Linked DNA regions of Pan troglodytes: all the other regions are linked to region 3. A link is a contact called in public Hi-C and HiChIP or PLAC-seq data. All regions are on one chromosome and are shown on one strand. Each heading gives the region's core, a stretch centred on a gene start, on an enhancer-like site or on the middle of the called end of the contact. The rest is flanking DNA. Distances are from core to core; before and after follow the strand shown. Region 1 holds the start of EFNA4 (ephrin A4). Region 2 holds the start of KCNN3 (potassium calcium-activated channel subfamily N member 3). Region 3 holds the start of UBE2Q1 (ubiquitin conjugating enzyme E2 Q1).

The links. Hi-C and Micro-C count contacts between places; a contact is called where the count stands out from the background. HiChIP or PLAC-seq counts read pairs in DNA pulled down with a chosen protein or histone mark.
Region 1: a Hi-C map of stem cell-derived neural progenitor cells shows a contact between it and region 3, with 7 times the contacts expected there. The contact joins the promoter of EFNA4 here to the promoter of UBE2Q1 in region 3. A contact is called at or near these places in 1 of 7 Hi-C or Micro-C datasets (stem cell-derived neural progenitor cells) and 1 of 1 datasets of contacts at active chromatin or transcription factors (stem cell-derived excitatory neurons).
Region 2: a contact with region 3 is called in an H3K4me3 HiChIP or PLAC-seq map of stem cell-derived excitatory neurons, with 5 times the contacts expected there. The contact joins the promoter of KCNN3 here to the promoter of UBE2Q1 in region 3. A contact is called at or near these places in 2 of 7 Hi-C or Micro-C datasets (blood and stem cell-derived neural progenitor cells), 1 of 1 datasets of contacts at active chromatin or transcription factors (stem cell-derived excitatory neurons) and 1 of 1 other capture datasets (stem cell-derived neural stem cells).

Annotation. Positions count from the first base shown.
Region 1 is chr1:94,128,624-94,132,104 of NHGRI_mPanTro3-v2.0_pri, forward strand. EFNA4 (ephrin A4) reads right to left here and starts at 1,714. Exons shown (of 5, transcript XM_054686887.2): 1 at 553-1,714; 2 at 1-54. It overlaps ADAM15 (ADAM metallopeptidase domain 15), which reads right to left. Exons shown (of 22, transcript XM_003308408.7): 20 at 3,000-3,074; 21 at 2,120-2,244; 22 at 1,714-2,029. The coding sequence ends at 1,987.
Region 2 is chr1:94,322,973-94,326,374 of NHGRI_mPanTro3-v2.0_pri, forward strand. It overlaps KCNN3 (potassium calcium-activated channel subfamily N member 3), which reads left to right and starts at 2,067. Exons shown (of 8, transcript XM_016928054.4): 1 at 2,067-3,402. The coding sequence starts at 2,450.
Region 3 is chr1:94,628,972-94,632,342 of NHGRI_mPanTro3-v2.0_pri, forward strand. UBE2Q1 (ubiquitin conjugating enzyme E2 Q1) reads left to right here and starts at 1,525. Exons shown (of 13, transcript XM_001152268.6): 1 at 1,525-1,995. The coding sequence starts at 1,669.

The sequences.
Region 1 (3,481 bases), core at 464-2,963, 500 kb before region 3:
GGAAGGTCACGAGACTTGCCCAGAGGTGATTCGGCTAGAAGGGCAGGGCTGACACTGGAAAGAAACAGAAGGACCAATAAAGACAGAGATGAAAGCAGAGATAGCAAATGAGATCAGGAGACAGAGTGAGAGCCAGAGGTGAGACCCAGCTGGCAGGAGAGTAACCCACGCTCTTTCATAAGAGTAAAGCCCCCTCCCTCGCTCTCAAGTTCGTCAGCCACAGCTCCAGCCTGCGGGAGGCTGGGGATCGCCAGGAGAGCAGCGAGGGGGGCGGAGCCCGGAGTGCGGGCAAAGGCCCCCCCAGCTCCATGCTCCAAGACCCCCTAGACAACCCTTGGGGCTGGGGTCTTCTGCCTGCCCCCCAACACATGCGGGCTGTGGGGAGACCCAGGGCGCGCCTCGCCCCTCCCCCCTCCCCCGCCGGCTCAAACAAAGGAGCCCCGGCGCGCGGCCAGGCTCAGGCGGCGCCGCGCAAAGAGCGGGTGGCGGGCGCGCGCAAAGCCCGGGAGCGCGCCGACTTGGCTGTGCGCTCGCCCGGTTCGGCCCGGCTACCTGGGGTTACTGGAGTTCCAGTAGACTACGTGGCGGAGGCTGGAGCCCCCGCGCAGAGGGGAGCCGAGGAACGCGGCCCAGAGGACAGTCCGCAGCAGGGGCAGCAGCCGCATCGCCCCCGAGGTCCGGTTTGGTCTGGCCTGGCAGGTCCCGGCCCGCTTCAGAGTCGAGGCGAGAAAGGTACAAAGTGAAGAGGGAAGTTGCGGAAAGGGGAGTGGGGTACGGAGATTCACTGACCCCGCCCCTGAATAACTTTCCGCCAATGGGAGCGCGTCTCCTCCTCTCCACCCAGCGCCAACTCCAGTTAACCCTCTGTGCACCGCAGCGCGCGCCAGGTTCGCCAAAGCTTCCACTGAGGCTGCACCGCACTGCGAGGGGGCGGGAAGGAAGGACGTATTCCAACACCAGTATTTTTAGGGAGGCCATCCCTTTCGTGTCTGCTTTAGTGCAGGGTAGACTGCCTTATTAGAAGTTTGGAAGATTTTAAATAAGGGTACATAACCTTTGCCCAGATAGGGGAAAGTGAGGCGCGGGCGAGGATCCATGAAGCCTGTCCAACCACCTTCATGCACTGCCCCGTTTTCTTTGCACATCTAGGGACAGTGCAAGCGGAAGGGACAACACAGCTCTGGGACCACCTTCCCTAAAGAGCCTTAGGTGGCGCGCTAGATGCTCACTTTAGGATTGGCGTCTGTCCCTTGCCGCTCCACACCTTCGTTCCGGGCTGGGGGCCCACGCGGCCCCAGTCCCTAAGACGAAGTAATGAGGTGGTTGCGGCCTGTACAAAGCACCTTTGTTCCCGATCCCTCAGGTGGCGGCGGCGGAGGGGGAGGAGGCAGGTGCGCGGCCTTGGGATCGTGGGAGCAGCCGCCGTCCCGCTCCGCCCTGGCTCCTGGGCTCTGGGAGCATCAGCCAGATCCACTTTTCCCAGCCAATGGTCAGAGTGGGGACGGCATTTCCAACAGCTTGACAGATTGCGCCGAAAGCCACCCCAGTCTGGGCAGAGGGAAGCTGCGAGCATCCCGGGGACACACGCCGACCCTTTCTGGTACTCCCGCCCCACACAGCCCGCCCTCGTCTGAGGCGGCAGCGTCTTCTGGCGGCCAGACCTGGAACCTCAGCAGGAGCGACCCGGGTTCTAGAAGCAGACAAACTCTGCGGAACGCTCCCAAGATGTCACGTTTATTGCAGCTGAGCAGAGACAGGCTGTGCGGACCTTCCTCAATCCCGTCCAACCCCCAGCCCCTCCCCAAGCCCCCGCTGCAACTACGCCGGCAGGTCCGCAGAGTGTTGCTTGACAGCGCGTGGCGGTGCCCGGAGCCTTAAGACACCGCCAGTCTCTGGCGCCTTCAGTCATGGTAGGGGACTCCAGAGGGCACGCCCGCCTCTTGAAGCCCTAAGTCCGGCTTGGAGGCAGCGGAACCTCCGGAGAGGTCAGAGGTAGAGCGAGGACACTGTCGGGGGCGGTGGCGCTGGTCTGGATTGCGGGAAGCCAAGAAAAAAGAGTCAGAGGCCCCTTTCCCCCAGGTCACTCGCCCCGCCCACCCATGCCCAGGGCTCCTCCTACCTGGAGGGTACCACTAGGGGCGGGATTCCAGCCCCTGGGCCGGGCAGGTCACCCGATGGGCACCGGCCCTGGGGGTCGGCAGGCAATGGCTTCCTTGGGGGTGGGGGCTTGGCTGGCCCCTGAGACTGAGGGAGAGAAGGCAGGAGGCCGGCTTAGGTGGGGGGGTGTCATGTTGCCCACCCCCAACGCACTGGTGCTGGGGAACACCAGCTTGGGGGCAGCACCAGCGGTCACCCTTGTCTGCAAACAAACCTGTCACCATTAAAGGCACCACCGGGATATGTGCCCTCATGCACTGAGGGGGCATCTCGCCACGGCCACCACCGTCATGGCTACCAGCACCACAGCCCTAGGTGGGGGGAGAGGCCGTGCCCTTCTCTCCCCCCACCGTTACCTTCGGGCTTCTCACCACCGGGTCAGCGGGCAGAGGGCGGGTAGGGGGATTGGGTCGGTCAGCCAGCTCAGCCTGAACAGAGAGAGGGGCAGTGGCTGTGAGAGCATAACCAGGGGCTGTGGACATGCACAGAGATTCCCCAGAGGGGTTCAAGTCAACATGCAAAGTCAGCCAGGGGGCAGGAGAGAATGAGGGCATGCGCAGAGGGCTTGGAGGCATGCCAGCTGATGTCTCAGGGGAGGAAGGTGTAGGTCAACCGCAGTCCCTGGCCGACTGCAGTCCCGCCATTGACCACCAGATGGTGGTAGAAACCAAGGCAGGAGGCTCACCCTTTGCTGCTTCTGGGGCTCAGAGTGTCTGAAGGCTGAGGGGCACCCCGATCACCTAATGAAGAGCACCACTGGCAGGGAGCAGGGATGAGAACTGCAGTTGGGTACCAAGCCTCCCACCTGCCTTGGCTCAGGGCGGGCCCTGGCCCAGATTTACCTGGAGTCTCTTGGACACAGGGTCAGGCGGCAACGGCCTGGAAGGGGGGGCCGGGAAGCTGAGAGCACTAGCCTGCTGAGAGGGCAGGAGGGGCAGATAGGCACAGAGGGGGAAGAGGAAGCAGAGAGACAGAGTGGGCAGGGAAGGGTCAGTGCCCAGGGAGGGCCGGCGGGGGCCCAGGGCAGTGGGTGCTGTGCATGCAGTTATGCAGGTGCATGCAGGTGGGGAGCGAGTGGGGAGGAGGTGTGCACACACTCCCATCATCCAAGCAGAGGGCTCAGGGTGGGGATGCTCACCAGCCCTTCTAACATGGTGACCTGGGCCTACGGAAGGCCATTCTGAGCACCACTGCCCTTGTGCCCTCCTGGGGTCACTGCTGGGGGCACGGATATACCCACCTCTCAAAGCCACCTCTTGGCCAGCGGATGGAGCCCAGCAGCTCCTGCTCCAGCTGGCTGCCCTCCCCACTCTTCTGGACTCAG
Region 2 (3,402 bases), core at 817-3,316, 310 kb before region 3:
TAGTGTGTGTGTGTGTGTGTGTGTGTGTTGGCAGGGGTAGGGGGAATGATTATGTCATTGATAATAATAAGAATCAAGATTATTATTTTATATATATATATTTTTAGAGACAGGATAACACTCTGTCGCCCAGGTTGAAGTGCAGTGGCACTATCACAGCTCACTGCAGCCTCAAACTCTTGGGCTCAAGCAGTCCTCCTCCTTCAGCCTCCTGGGTAGCTGGACTACAGGCACTCGCCACCATGTCCAGCTAATTTAAAAATTTTGTAGAGTCTGGGTCTTGCTATGTTGTCCAGGCTGGTCTCGAACTCCTGGCTTCAATCAACCCTCCTGCCTTGGGCTCCCAAAGTGCTGGGATTATAGGCATGAGCCACCATGCCTGGCCAGAATCAAGATTATTGTGCAAGAGCAATTGTCACGTATCTGGGATCGTGGCTTGTATTACAAGTAATATTTAGCTCTCAATCATCAGGGTTAATGGGGGATTGGAGAGGTGAGAACTGATATACCGAGGGGACTCTGGGCTCATTTTGGGGGGGCTCTGTCCCTCCCTGACCTGGACACTTGCTGCTTACCAGTCAGGAATGCTGCTTTAGGAGCTTCCTATGTGTATATGTGTGCATGCGTGCATGCATGGGCTAGTGTGTGCACACAACCATGTACACATGTGCACGTATGTCCACCTGCTTACATGTTTTCTGGATGTGTGTCTGTGTGTGTGTGCATGGATCTCCTACCCTTTCCTCTTCCCATCGAGGGAGGGAGCTGGACAGAGGCCAAAGGGTGATGGGGAATCAAGAGCCAGAGAGGAAGAGGCCTCCCTTTTAAAACCCCAGGTGTGCTGGGGAATTCCCTCATGGTGACTTCCTTTCTGATTCCTAAGGCTGCTGTGGTTAGAAATGAAAATGAATTCAGCTCTGGTCCCATCCTTTGGAAGCCCCTCTGCACACAGTGGGGGCTTAATAAATACTTGATGATGATGGTTCTGAACCTGGGAAGCCAGCAGCTGTTCCTAGCTCTGACTCTCAGAGCCCCATGGGGCAAATCAGGCAGGGAATGACCATGGGGGAATCTTCAGTCTTCCTGCCAGATCCCCCTGTGACTCCACACCCAGCTGTTAGGCAAGGGGCTGGAGCCATGGTCCACTTCACACACCCTGCTTTGGAGAGGCCAGTTCTTCCTCAGCAGCTTCTCTTTTGTTTTCCCCAACCAACATTTGAACAATATTTATTGAACAACCACTTTGTACTGAATATCATAGTGGAAATGCATCCTGGGAGAAAGTATCTGATCTGTGGGGTCAGACTGACTAAGTTCAAATCCCAGCATCTTTAATTACAAGCGGGATGACATCTGACAAGTTACATATCTATGTTTGAGCGTTTGAGTGTTTTTTCCACTTTCCTTTCTCTCCTTCTTCTCCTTCTCCTTCTTCTTCTTCTTCCAATTTTCATCTGTAAAAGGAGAGTGATGACATCATTTTTGTGGGGTTGATGTGAGGGTTGGAAATAACAGAGAGGACCCTGAACACGAGGCATAGGCACTCAGTCAATGGTAGGTGAGTTTATCCACCGGGTGTTAGAAGGTGTGGATCCCCCCTGCTTCTGTGACCTTGACGTTGTTACTCAACATCTCTAAGCATCAGGCTTTGTAAATGAGACCATACTGCCCACCTCCTTGGGTGTTTGGAGACTGTATCCGGATAATATATGTGAAACAACCTATCGTAAACCCTGGTGGTTAATAAATGTTTGCCTTCCCCTCCGTCTGCCCCCTCATCAGGGTGCACACCTCCCCTCCTTCGGAGGCCCTCTGTCCCTCCTCCCCATCGCCCCGCGTGAGCGAACATCCCTTATCGCCATGGGCTTAAGGGTTGTGGCCATACCTGTCAGAGGAAAGAGGACAGCGGCTCAGCTCCGGGGTGGGGGAGCAAAAACTACAGTTCCCAGTCCTCGCTGCGCCGCCACTGGGGCCGGAGCCGAGGACGCCAGGCCCCTCCTCTGGGGAGGAGCCTATGCGGGGGGCGGAGCTAGGAGGAGGTTGGAGAGTTAAGCCAAGCCAATGAGACCAGCTGCTAATAAGTGGGCTTGGCTTACAATGTAACAGTGGCAGGAGGAGGCAAGCGAAGCTATTGAGCCAGCGAGGAGTGAAGCTGAGCCTGGCCTCACACGCTCCTAGAGGACCACCTCCTGAGAGAGTTCTTTCACCCCCTCTTCTTTCTCCAAGCTCCCCTCCTGCTCTCCCTCCCTGCCCAATACAATGCATTCTTGAGTGGCAGCGTCTGGACTCCAGGCAGCCCCAGAGAACCGAAGCAAGCCAAAGAGAGAGGACTGGAGCCAAGACACTGGTGGGGGAGATTGGATGCCTGGCTTTCTTTGAGGACATCTTTGGAGCGAGGGTGGCTTTGGGGTGGGGGCTTGTGCTGCAGGGAATACAGCCAGGCCCCAAGATGGACACTTCTGGGCACTTCCATGACTCAGGGGTGGGGGACTTGGATGAAGACCCCAAGTGCCCCTGTCCATCCTCTGGGGATGAGCAGCAGCAGCAGCAGCAGCAGCAGCAGCAGCAGCAGCAGCAGCAGCAGCAACAGCAGCAGCAGCCACCACCGCCAGCGCCACCAGCAGCCCCCCAGCAGCCCCTGGGACCCTCGCTGCAGCCTCAGCCTCCGCAGCTTCAGCAGCAGCAGCAGCAGCAGCAGCAGCAGCAGCAGCAGCAGCAGCAGCAGCAGCAGCAGCAGCAGCAGCAGCAGCCACCGCATCCCCTGTCTCAGCTCGCCCAACTCCAGAGCCAGCCCGTCCACCCTGGCCTGCTGCACTCCTCTCCCACCGCTTTCAGGGCCCCCCCTTCGTCCAACTCCACCGCCATCCTCCACCCTTCCTCCAGGCAAGGCAGCCAGCTCAATCTCAATGACCACTTGCTTGGCCACTCTCCAAGTTCCACAGCTACAAGTGGGCCTGGCGGAGGCAGCCGGCACCGGCAGGCCAGCCCCCTGGTGCACCGGCGGGACAGCAACCCCTTCACGGAGATCGCCATGAGCTCCTGCAAGTATAGCGGTGGGGTCATGAAGCCCCTCAGCCGCCTCAGCGCCTCCCGGAGGAACCTCATCGAGGCCGAGACTGAGGGCCAACCCCTCCAGCTTTTCAGCCCTAGCAACCCCCCGGAGATCGTCATCTCCTCCCGGGAGGACAACCATGCCCACCAGACCCTGCTCCATCACCCTAATGCCACCCACAACCACCAGCATGCCGGCACCACCGCCAGCAGCACCACCTTCCCCAAAGCCAACAAGCGGAAAAACCAAAACATTGGCTATAAGCTGGGACACAGGAGGGCCCTGTTTGAAAAGAGAAAGCGACTGAGTGACTATGCTCTGATTTTTGGGATGTTTGGAATTGTTGTTAT
Region 3 (3,371 bases), core at 275-2,774:
GGTGGGAGGATAGCTTGAGGTCTCCCGAGGCTGCAGTGAGCTGAGATTGTGCCCCTGCACTCCAGGGCGAGAGAGCAAGACCCTGTCTTAAAATAAATAAATATATATATATATATATATATATATATATATTTGCAAAACACCTTCGCTCAGGAAATAATTAACAGGAATTCCCACCACAGCCTTTTATGCTATCAGCTTGCACACACAGACACAAAGTCAACATGTAGCAAACTGTTCAGGCTGCCTAAACCAGATAAATGGCCCCAGGAAGACCAGGAACAGACTATAATCGTCTTTAAATACCCATACCCCAACTTGACCAAAGGAGGCCTCTGCAGAGGCAACTGAATAGTCTTCCAGCAAAGGCTAGCTCATTTTAGTACAAGTGGGAGAGAAAGGGGGCAATCTGACCAGTGGTTTAAGGGCTGAGTTGGCCCAGCAGAATTGACTAGGCCTTACCACAGGCTAATAACACCTGCCCTCGGCAAAACGAACGCCAGCTCGGGATTTCTGTAGCTTCAACCAGCTTTGTCCTTTGTCATAGTGCCACCTAGCGAGGGTCCGGAGGCACTACCTACTCCTGGCAGCTGCCAAGACCACTGCGACAAGGTGTTAGCCATTTAGGCCTAGGAAAGGGAATGGGAACCACCCGAGTCAGCACTCCTTCCATGACTCCGTGGAGGAAGCCCATGCTGTCCTTCCCCCAACCTCGTCCAGACCCATGGGGTCTGAAAAGCGCGAAAGGCCTGATATTAACTAACACTTGTACATAACACAGCAGTGATCTATTATCATTCCTCATTTTATGGTGTCCTCGCATCGAATCCCTCCCTGGCAATAGGAAAAACAGGCATCATTCTCATGAGAGCCATTGTACAGATGAGGAAACTGAGACTCGGCGGGAAAGTGGTTAACCCAAGGTCACAAAACGCCATCAGAGCCAGGGCTGGGACGAGAATCCACGCCTCTTCCATTCCGGTTCCCGGCTCCTACCCCGACCACCCACCCGAGTGTGAAGACACAGCATGCCCACCCCCACGGGGAGCAGAGGCTCCAGGATCCTGCGCCGAAGACCAGCATGTGGGAGCAGGATAAAGACTGCACGGGGAAGACAGCACTTCTTTCTTCTCTGTCCATGGAGTGCCGGGCACGCTCGCCACGGCTCGGGGGCGGGGGAAGCGGCGCCCGCGGCAGGAAACAGCGTCCTGCGCGGGTAGCCCCTGGGAGCACGCGGCACCGAGTCACGTGAGAGGGGAGCGCAGGCGAAGGGGCGTCGCGCGCAAGCACGCACGACGTACGCAAACACGCACTGAGGCGCCCACAGAGGCAAGCCCCAGGCCCCGGGTCACATGTGGAGGGTGGCAGGCGAGAACAGGGGGGCGGGAAAGACGGAGAGATCACGTGGAGGAGGCCAGAGCAGGGAAGTCACGTGAGGGGGACGGAGGCGGGGCCGCCTAGGAGGAGGAGGAGGGGCGCGCGGCTTCCGGCGGCTGGGGGGGCCAGCGAGCGGAGGGGGGGGCCTGTCCCGGAGGTGGCGGCGGCGCCATCTTGGCGAAGGGGGGATCAGGAAGTGCGGACCGCGGCGGCGGCGGCGGCGGCGGCGGAGCCCGGAGCGCAGGCCGGAGGCTCCCGGCCCGCCGGCCCCGGAGCGGAGCGGAGCGGAGGATGCAGCAGCCGCAGCCGCAGGGGCAGCAGCAGCCGGGGCCGGGGCAGCAGCTGGGGGGCCAGGGGGCGGCGCCGGGGGCCGGGGGCGGCCCAGGGGGGGGCCCGGGGCCGGGGCCCTGCCTGAGGCGAGAGCTGAAGCTGCTCGAGTCCATCTTCCACCGCGGCCACGAGCGCTTCCGCATTGCCAGCGCCTGCCTGGACGAGCTGAGCTGCGAGTTCCTGCTGGCTGGGGCCGGAGGGGCCGGGGCGGGGGCCGCGCCCGGACCGCATCTCCCCCCACGGGGGTCGGTGCCTGGGGATCCTGTCCGCATCCACTGCAACATCACGGTGAGGACCCCCTCGCGTGCGCCTCTGTGGGGGCCCCTTGTCAGGGACCCAGGATCACTCCATCCAGCTTTTTGCTCTCGAAGGACCTGGGAGGCCGAAGCCCCTCTCAGGGCTCAGTTCTTTCTCTCCAGGTTACATTTGTTTCTGCTGGTTGAGGTTATGCAGTGCACCCAGAATCTCTACCATTGACCCCAATAGCAAGGGACACCCCGACATATGGCGCCTAGACTACCCGTTTCCACGAACCCACCCACATCCCAAGGTTCATGATTTTGGCTCTTTTTGGCTACTCCTCCACAACTTTACCTTGCCACCTAGGAATGCGTCTTTCTTCCCCTTACTCTTATTTCAAGGTTTTAGGCCTCGGCACTGACCCTAACTGCAAAGACCTGGCCTGAAACTCACTGCACATTTCAGCGATGCCCCCTTCTCAGTAGTACCTCTGACTTAGGAGGTTGCCACCTGTGGGATCCCCGCCTAGGCATCCCTCATGCAGACCCTCTTGCTCTCTCAACTTCACCAAGTGATAGTTTGCAATTCATTGACTCCTCTTCCTTCTCTCCTTTGGATTCTTTTTCTGGTGTAACCTCTAACTCTCCTCTTTTTGCCTCAGCTGGTAGCAGTTCTGCCACTCCCCTCCCTGTTCCCTATGGATTTGTCCATTTGCCCTGGGTTGTTGCTTTTCCTGGTAATGATAGTGATGTGATGTGCGAGGGCTACCCCCATTTATTCTAAGCAGTAACAGTTGCATTTCTCCCCTGTGAGCGTCATTCCATCCTAGGCATACACCTTACATGTCTCCTGCCTGGTCTACCCTCAGACATCCCTTGAACAGAGAATTGGCTTCTGCTAATTTGGGAATGTCTGGTACTGCATGCTATAGCACTTATATTGGTTGATGTTACCTGCTGTGATGGTATTCTCTCTACCGGAGCAGTAGCTGAAATGCTAGCAGACAGTACTTTATCCAGGCAGGCAGACCTAATCGGAGTAGCCTGGGGAAAGGCAGAGTTGTGAATTCTCTGCTACTTGGGGGCCTGAATTCAACTTACTGGTGTTTTCTGTCCGTTTTCTCAATCAAACCAAGTTAAGATTTGGTGAGGTAAAGCCTCAGTTTGGATTGATTGGTGCCCCACCAAAACTCATATGTCCCATTTCTCTTTCATTTCTTTTTTCCTGCTAGAAAGTTAAAATTGAAGGACTAGGAGTGGCTAAGACTTGGGCATCTTTGATAATTATTTTTCCTCCAGCATTGAGGATTAGAGTCATGGCAATGCTAAGATACCCAGTAGAGGTGGATAAGGTTTCCCTGGCTTGTGTGGGAACCTCGAGTTAATTTTGTTCCTGAATTAAGCTTCTAATTCCTTAAGGGTAGG